2 separate regions of the Mus musculus genome follow, and region 1 is linked to region 2. The links are chromatin contacts, called in public Micro-C maps. All regions are on one chromosome and are shown on one strand. Each heading gives the region's core, a stretch centred on a gene start, on an enhancer-like site or on the middle of the called end of the contact. The rest is flanking DNA. Distances are from core to core; before and after follow the strand shown.

Region 1 (2,889 bases), core at 380-2,879, 41 kb after region 2:
AGTGAGTGTGTGGGGGATGGGTTTGTGTGTGTGAAAGAGTGTGTGTCTTGGGTGTGTGTGTGTGATTTCTTGAGACGTCTCTTGGGGCTTCCTGCCCCCCCTTCCTAAATCGAGCCCATTTTCCAACGTTTCTTTCCTCAGAAGCTCCAGGGAGTAATGAATCGGCCGCGAATGACACGGTAACTTTTAACTCATGCCCGCGACAGTGGAGTGCTTAATCTGAGGTTTTTAAATAAAAAGGGCTCCGGGTTGGTTTTATTATAACGTTTATTTCATTTCAGATTTCATGCGTAATTTAGCAAACGCTAGACAGACTTGGGCGATAAACACTTTCTTTTGTGGGGGGGGGGAAGGCATTTTTATACACCGTGCTTAATTTTATTTAGATTTAATAGCGATATCGGGGGCACTTCAACGAAAGTTTTTTTTTTTTCTTTTCCCCTCTTCTTTTAAGAATCCTGGCTTGCCAGCAAAATTGTCTCGCTTTATTTCATGACAAGGAAAATTAAAAGCCTTTCCGCCCCTCCTCCCCTACTTACACTTTGAGAGGAAAACTCGCACACGCATGCTGGCGCTTGGGTGCGCGCGCGTCCACAGAATAAACACCTCCACCTCCTATCACCTCCAACTTCTAACTTTTAATTGCAAGATAGATTTCAGCCTCTACTCCGTGAGGAGTAGAAAGATCTAAACAATTTTAAGTAAGATTATTGGGATAAATATTCCATATGAAATAGGGTAGGTATTAAATCACTCTTATTGATTTTAGTATCACAATCCAATTCCGTTCTTTGACCTCTTCAGTTTAATTGATCTTTTAAGGAGGCCAACTTCGCGCCCTTCAGGGCCTGGGCCTGCCTGCTTGTGGCCGCAGCAAGGTGTCGCCCCCACCCCCGCCCCCACCCCGTGCGCCCTTTGCGCGTCGCTCTCCTCAGGGTTTCGCATTGTCTCGCCTCGTCGCTCCCGCGCCGGGCTCACCCGAAGTGGCTCCACAAAGCGGCCGAGGGTGCGTGGCTTCTTCCCGGTGGAGCCAGCGGCAGAGAACCGGAAGCCGCGGACGGTGGGAGACTAGGGAAGGAGCGAGCCAGTCTCTGGTCGCAGAGACAACCTTACTTCGTGTTTCCCCTCGGCGATCACCTCGTGAACTTGCCAGGGCCGGCTCCCTGGGGCGCTGCCCCGGGCTGCAGCACAGGCGACACTTAGCGACTTTCCCTGGCGCGTCCGGGGACTCTGCCAGGCTACCCCATTGTCTGTGCGCCCCGCACAGCTCACCGCCCACCTCCCCGCCCCCTGCCCACCCCGCAGGTCGCGCTGGCTCCGGTTGGGGGTGGGGAGTTGAGAACAGCGTGAATGGGAAGGGGGCGGACAAAGCCTGGCTCCCGCCGTCGTCCTAGGCTCGCGCCCTCCCCAGCCGGGGGCACCTGGGGCGCACCCCCAACGCCGTAGCGCCGGACCCGGAGTAGCGCGGGTTGGTGGCCGGGCCTGCGCAGCCGGGACCCGGGACCACCTTAAGAGCGAGCCCCGCCCCCGAGCCCGCTCGGGCGGCGCTGATTGGTGCAGAGGTAATGGCTGGAATGGATTGCTGAAACGCAAAACTTGTTGCTGCTTCTCCCGGCGCCGGCGAGAGGCAGACGCGGAGCGGAATCCCGGACCTCGCAGCGCCTCGCCCGCCCCGCGCGCCCTGCTCGCCCGCGCGGCCCATTCCCGGGTCCGAGGGGACCCGTGGAGTGCGGAGGCGGGAACCACAGCTTCGGAACCGCCGGCCCCACGCCTCCCCTCCCGCGCGCGGCCCGAGACTCCCGCGAACTCGCGCGGCGACCGGCGATCGAGCCCGAGCCGCGGAGCCGCGGAGCCGCGCGTCTCCCGCAGCCTGCGTTCCCGCTCCGGCGCCCGCGTCTACTGCTGTGAATCCAGCACCGGCGATGAGGAGCGGAGCAGCCCGTCTTCCGAGCCGCTGAGGCTTTCGCCGCCGATCGCCCGCGGCCGACCGGAGGTGCGGGAGCCGGTGCGGCCCGGGAGCGGGGACTCGGGGCAGGGGAAGGACCAAGGGGCTCCGCTACGGCCCCAGCCGCCGCGCCGCGGACTCCAGAGGTGATCATTCTGCTCTTCCGTCCCCTTCCCTCCCCCCTATCTAACTTTTTGTCTCAGCTCGTCGGCCTCCAGGTCTCCTCTCCGCATACCCACCCGCGACCGTGCCATCGACCCGGGGCATGGGCCCCCCGACAAGGCTCCAGGAGGCGCCGCGGCCTCGCAAGACGTGAGAGGCCCGCTTGGGTCGATTTCGAGGTTCCGAAGAGCAGCGGAGAGAGCTCCTAGCCAGCGCCCGCGCGCTGGGCCGGGCGGCAGTGAGCGCTGCGCCCCGCGGTGCAGAACGTCCCGGAGCGCCGGAACCTCGGCTGAGGCGAGTACCTGGCCGGAGGCGCGCGGCGGAGCAGGCTGTCATGCCCTATTGATCCCCTCCCGCCCCCCCCCCGCCCCCCCCGCCCCCGCCAAGTATGTTTGGGCTGGACCAATTCGAGCCCCAGATCAACAGCCGGCACGCTGGTCAGGGCGAGGGGAACTTTAACGAAGCCGGACTGAGCATGAACGCCCACTTTAAGGCTCCTGCCTTCCACGCCGGGCCTCCTACTGGCCCCGTGGACCCTGCAATAAGCGCTCTGGGCGAACCCCCGATCTTGGGCTTGAACATGGAGCCCTACGGCTTTCATGCGCGCAGCCACTCCGAGCTGCACGCAGGGGGGCTGCAGGCGCAGCCTGTGCATGGCTTCTTCGGCGGTCAGCAGCCTCACCACAGCCATCCCGGAGGCCATCACCCGCACCAGCATCACCCCCACTTTGGGGGCAACTTCGGTGGTCCGGATCCAGGTGCCTCATGTCTGCACGGGGGCC
Region 2 (2,979 bases), core at 151-2,650:
ACACTCTAGGACAGCCCTTGTAGCCATTCTGAGTTCCTGTTCACATTGTAGAGACACCAGTTTGTTTTTTCTGTGTCCTTGTGATTGATTTCTCTTTCTACCCCACACGTGTGGAAAGGTAACAGCAGCCTTGTCTGTCAGCTGAGGTGTGAGGTGGTGTGCTGGGGACGGGAGCAGTGGACAAGGCTGATGAGGAGAAGCCGCAGTGCAGCTGTGAAAGCCTCCTTCCAGGTGGACGCTGTGGCTCTCCTAATGGACAGTGCTTCAGAGCTACAGATCCCTAACCTGACTGCCTGAGGTCCGAAGCGGTTGAGGGCCTGCTTCCTTCCTGTATTGTTTGTAACGTGTGGAACTCAAACTGGTTTCTAGTTAGGTCACATTTTGGATCCTGTATAACAGACGTTTACAGACATGGCATGTTTTCAGAGGATTACATGGTCTGTTGACCCCACTTTTTAGGTGAAGTCTTTAAAGTGCATTTAGCACTTAGTATGCCTTAATTATATGTGTAGAACTTCTCCCAAAGATGTCAAAATGAACAGGCCCATGTCTTCAAACATCAGGGTGCCCTGGCTGCCTGCTAGCTCTTGCCTTGGCTTGTCTGTGGAATGCCTCTGCTTCTAGGTAGACCTGCAGGACCCAGGCCTCTGGAATTGTATGCTGCCTGGTTCGGGGAGTGACTTGGCAGAGTGGGGCTCTGGCTGGGCTCCTCCTGAGTCCGTCGAGCAGGGCCTGCAGGTCACCTGCTCATCGTGACTTTTCATCCCTGATGGGGAAGGTGTGAACTGTCCAGTCACTGAGAGAGAGCATGGACACTGCTGCTGATTCCTCACAACTAGGGCCTTTGTAAATTTATTGTGCCTGTTTTTATAAACTTGAATATGATTAGGTCATCATTTGGAACTTTTTCAAAGCAAAAAGTCTCCCACCATGAACCCCCAACCCCACTAGAGGCCTCTGGGTGCCCCTGTGGGACTGTTGGTACCTCAGTCCAGGGTAGTCTCCTTGTTCTACTCCCTGTTTTCAGAGTGTGAGACCACCATGGTTTGTGGCTGCACCTTGCTTACCTGTGCCTTCAGTAACCAGCGCCAGTCAGTAAGCTAGTGTCAACCCAGGCCCACCCAAAAGACTCAGAGGAAAAGCTGTCTAGAGAAGAGAAGACAGCATGCGCTGGAGAGGGAATGGGGCTCGCCTCGCCTCGCCTGAGATTGCGGTGCACACGCTTGCCATGGATTCTGTGATCCTGTGTTGACATTTGCTGGTGCACACTGGCAGCAGCCCTTGCGGCACATTTATTTTTAACTTTCTTAGTGCGATTTCGGTTGGAAACTTAACACTCCAAATTCGGCCGCCAAAACTGAGCATTCTGATTGCCTACCACTGAAAAACTAAAATACTGGGGAGTGTGAACCGCATGAAGACTGCTCTGCTGCAGAGGAGCGCCGGCTCTGCCCACCCCACAGCGAGCCTACAGTATGAAGTGAGCGAGCGAAGCTGAGGAGACCTTAGAGGCTCTCCTCCACTTCTCTTAGCATTTGTACATACTTCTCTGTCACAGATGAAGAAGACATTTGTTCCTGAGGCTAATGTTGGCTGATTGCTTACCATCGAAGCTGCACAAGCTGCAAGTCCTCAGAGCCACGATGTGTGGCTGCTGTGTGCGCTGCTTCCCCGAAGGCCTCGGCCACATGCCTCAGAGTAACCTAATACGCGCTTGCTCTTAAATTGAAAACATGATTGGACTTGGGAGGCTTCATTTATAGTTAGTAACATGAATGTAAGGAATTCTGTGACTGTACAAATGATTTAAATGCAATTTTGAAAACATTTTGCAACTAACTAGTACATGCTACATTATGGATGAAATTTGAATTATGTGGGAAATAACCTAATGTGGGGCTCTTGAGCTTGGGACGCCCATCTCATAGAACTGCTGGCTGCTCTTCCGTTAACCAGCTAATGTTCTCCTTCTTAAATTTAATCTATTCACAACTCACTTATTGGCAGAATAATTGTATTATGAACCAGCAGAGTTAGCTATAGCTGCCTTGATGCAGGTAATGAAGTTAGGTTTGGGCTGGATTGGAGCAATGTGTAAAAGGCCTGTTCTGTATTCTGTTCCCTGCCCTTTGGGTTGTTTCGAGAAGAAGTTGTTTTTTAAAGCAGTTGAGCTCTTAGGAACTTGATACAGGATGGAACTTCGTTCTGTCACAATGGAAATACCTTTTTTGAAGATTTTAAGTTTCTCTTCCTTCAATCTTTCTTTCTTTCTTCTTTCTTTTAAATTAGGGGCTAAAGAGACAGCTTAGCAGGTAAATTCACTGTTTTTTTCAGAGGACCTGGGTTTGGTTCCCGGCATCTACATGTTGTCTCATGACCAGTTCCAGGGGATCTGATGCCCTCTTCTGACCTCTGCAAGCACCAGGCATACATGTGGTGCACATGTATACATGTAGGCACAACATTCATGCATACATGCAGGCACTTGAATGCACATGTGTATGCACGCCAGAGCATGCATCAGGGTCAGAGGACAGCTTGCAGGAGTTGGTTCTCTCCTTTCATGTGGTACCAAGAGGTTGAACTGAGGCAGTGAGGCCTGGCAGCAGGCACTTTACTTACTGGCCATCCCACCAACCCAAAGTCTATAGCTTGGATTACAGGATGATTCTTTATCAGTCACCTTTAAACAGGAATGACTTGTGAAATGCCATGCACACGTTAGCTACCGCAGAAAGACACGTAGAAACGACACCTAAAGTGCCATGCACACGTTAGCTACTGCAGGAAGACACGTAGCTTGTGTGTGACTCCAGTGACACGCTGACACCTCCAGAAGACAACTGGGAAGTCAAGGCAGCAGGCCGGTGTCTACTTGAGCAGAGTTTAGTTGGGTTGCATATTCTTCCCTCAAAGGGTTGGTTGTTTTTTTTTTTTTTTTTAATAACTGCTTGTAAGTTGGATGGAAAACGAAGAAGA

What was found. A called contact is a pair of places that touch in the nucleus more often than the background predicts.
Region 1: a Micro-C map of palatal mesenchyme shows a contact between it and region 2, with 2.7 times the contacts expected there. The contact joins the promoter of Mn1 here to the enhancer-like site in region 2. A contact is called at or near these places in 1 of 484 Hi-C or Micro-C datasets (palatal mesenchyme), 2 of 115 datasets of contacts at active chromatin or transcription factors (both in embryonic stem cells) and 3 of 9 other capture datasets (adipose tissue, embryonic stem cells and pancreatic islet).

The regions. Positions count from the first base shown.
Region 1 is chr5:111,415,671-111,418,559 of GRCm38.p6, forward strand. It overlaps Mn1 (meningioma 1), which reads left to right and starts at 1,630. Exons shown (of 3, transcript NM_001081235.2): 1 at 1,630-1,993; 2 at 2,149-2,889. The coding sequence starts at 2,496.
Region 2 is chr5:111,375,146-111,378,124 of GRCm38.p6, forward strand. All of the region lies in intron 8 of Pitpnb (phosphatidylinositol transfer protein, beta), which reads left to right. Among named protein-coding and RNA genes, the nearest start is that of Gm36027, 21 kb to the left of the region's middle. Within about 2 kb of position 1,401, at least 24 of the 459 cell types and tissues checked have an H3K27ac peak or open chromatin away from gene starts, as enhancers often do. A contact at or near this core is called in palatal mesenchyme, where this site is marked.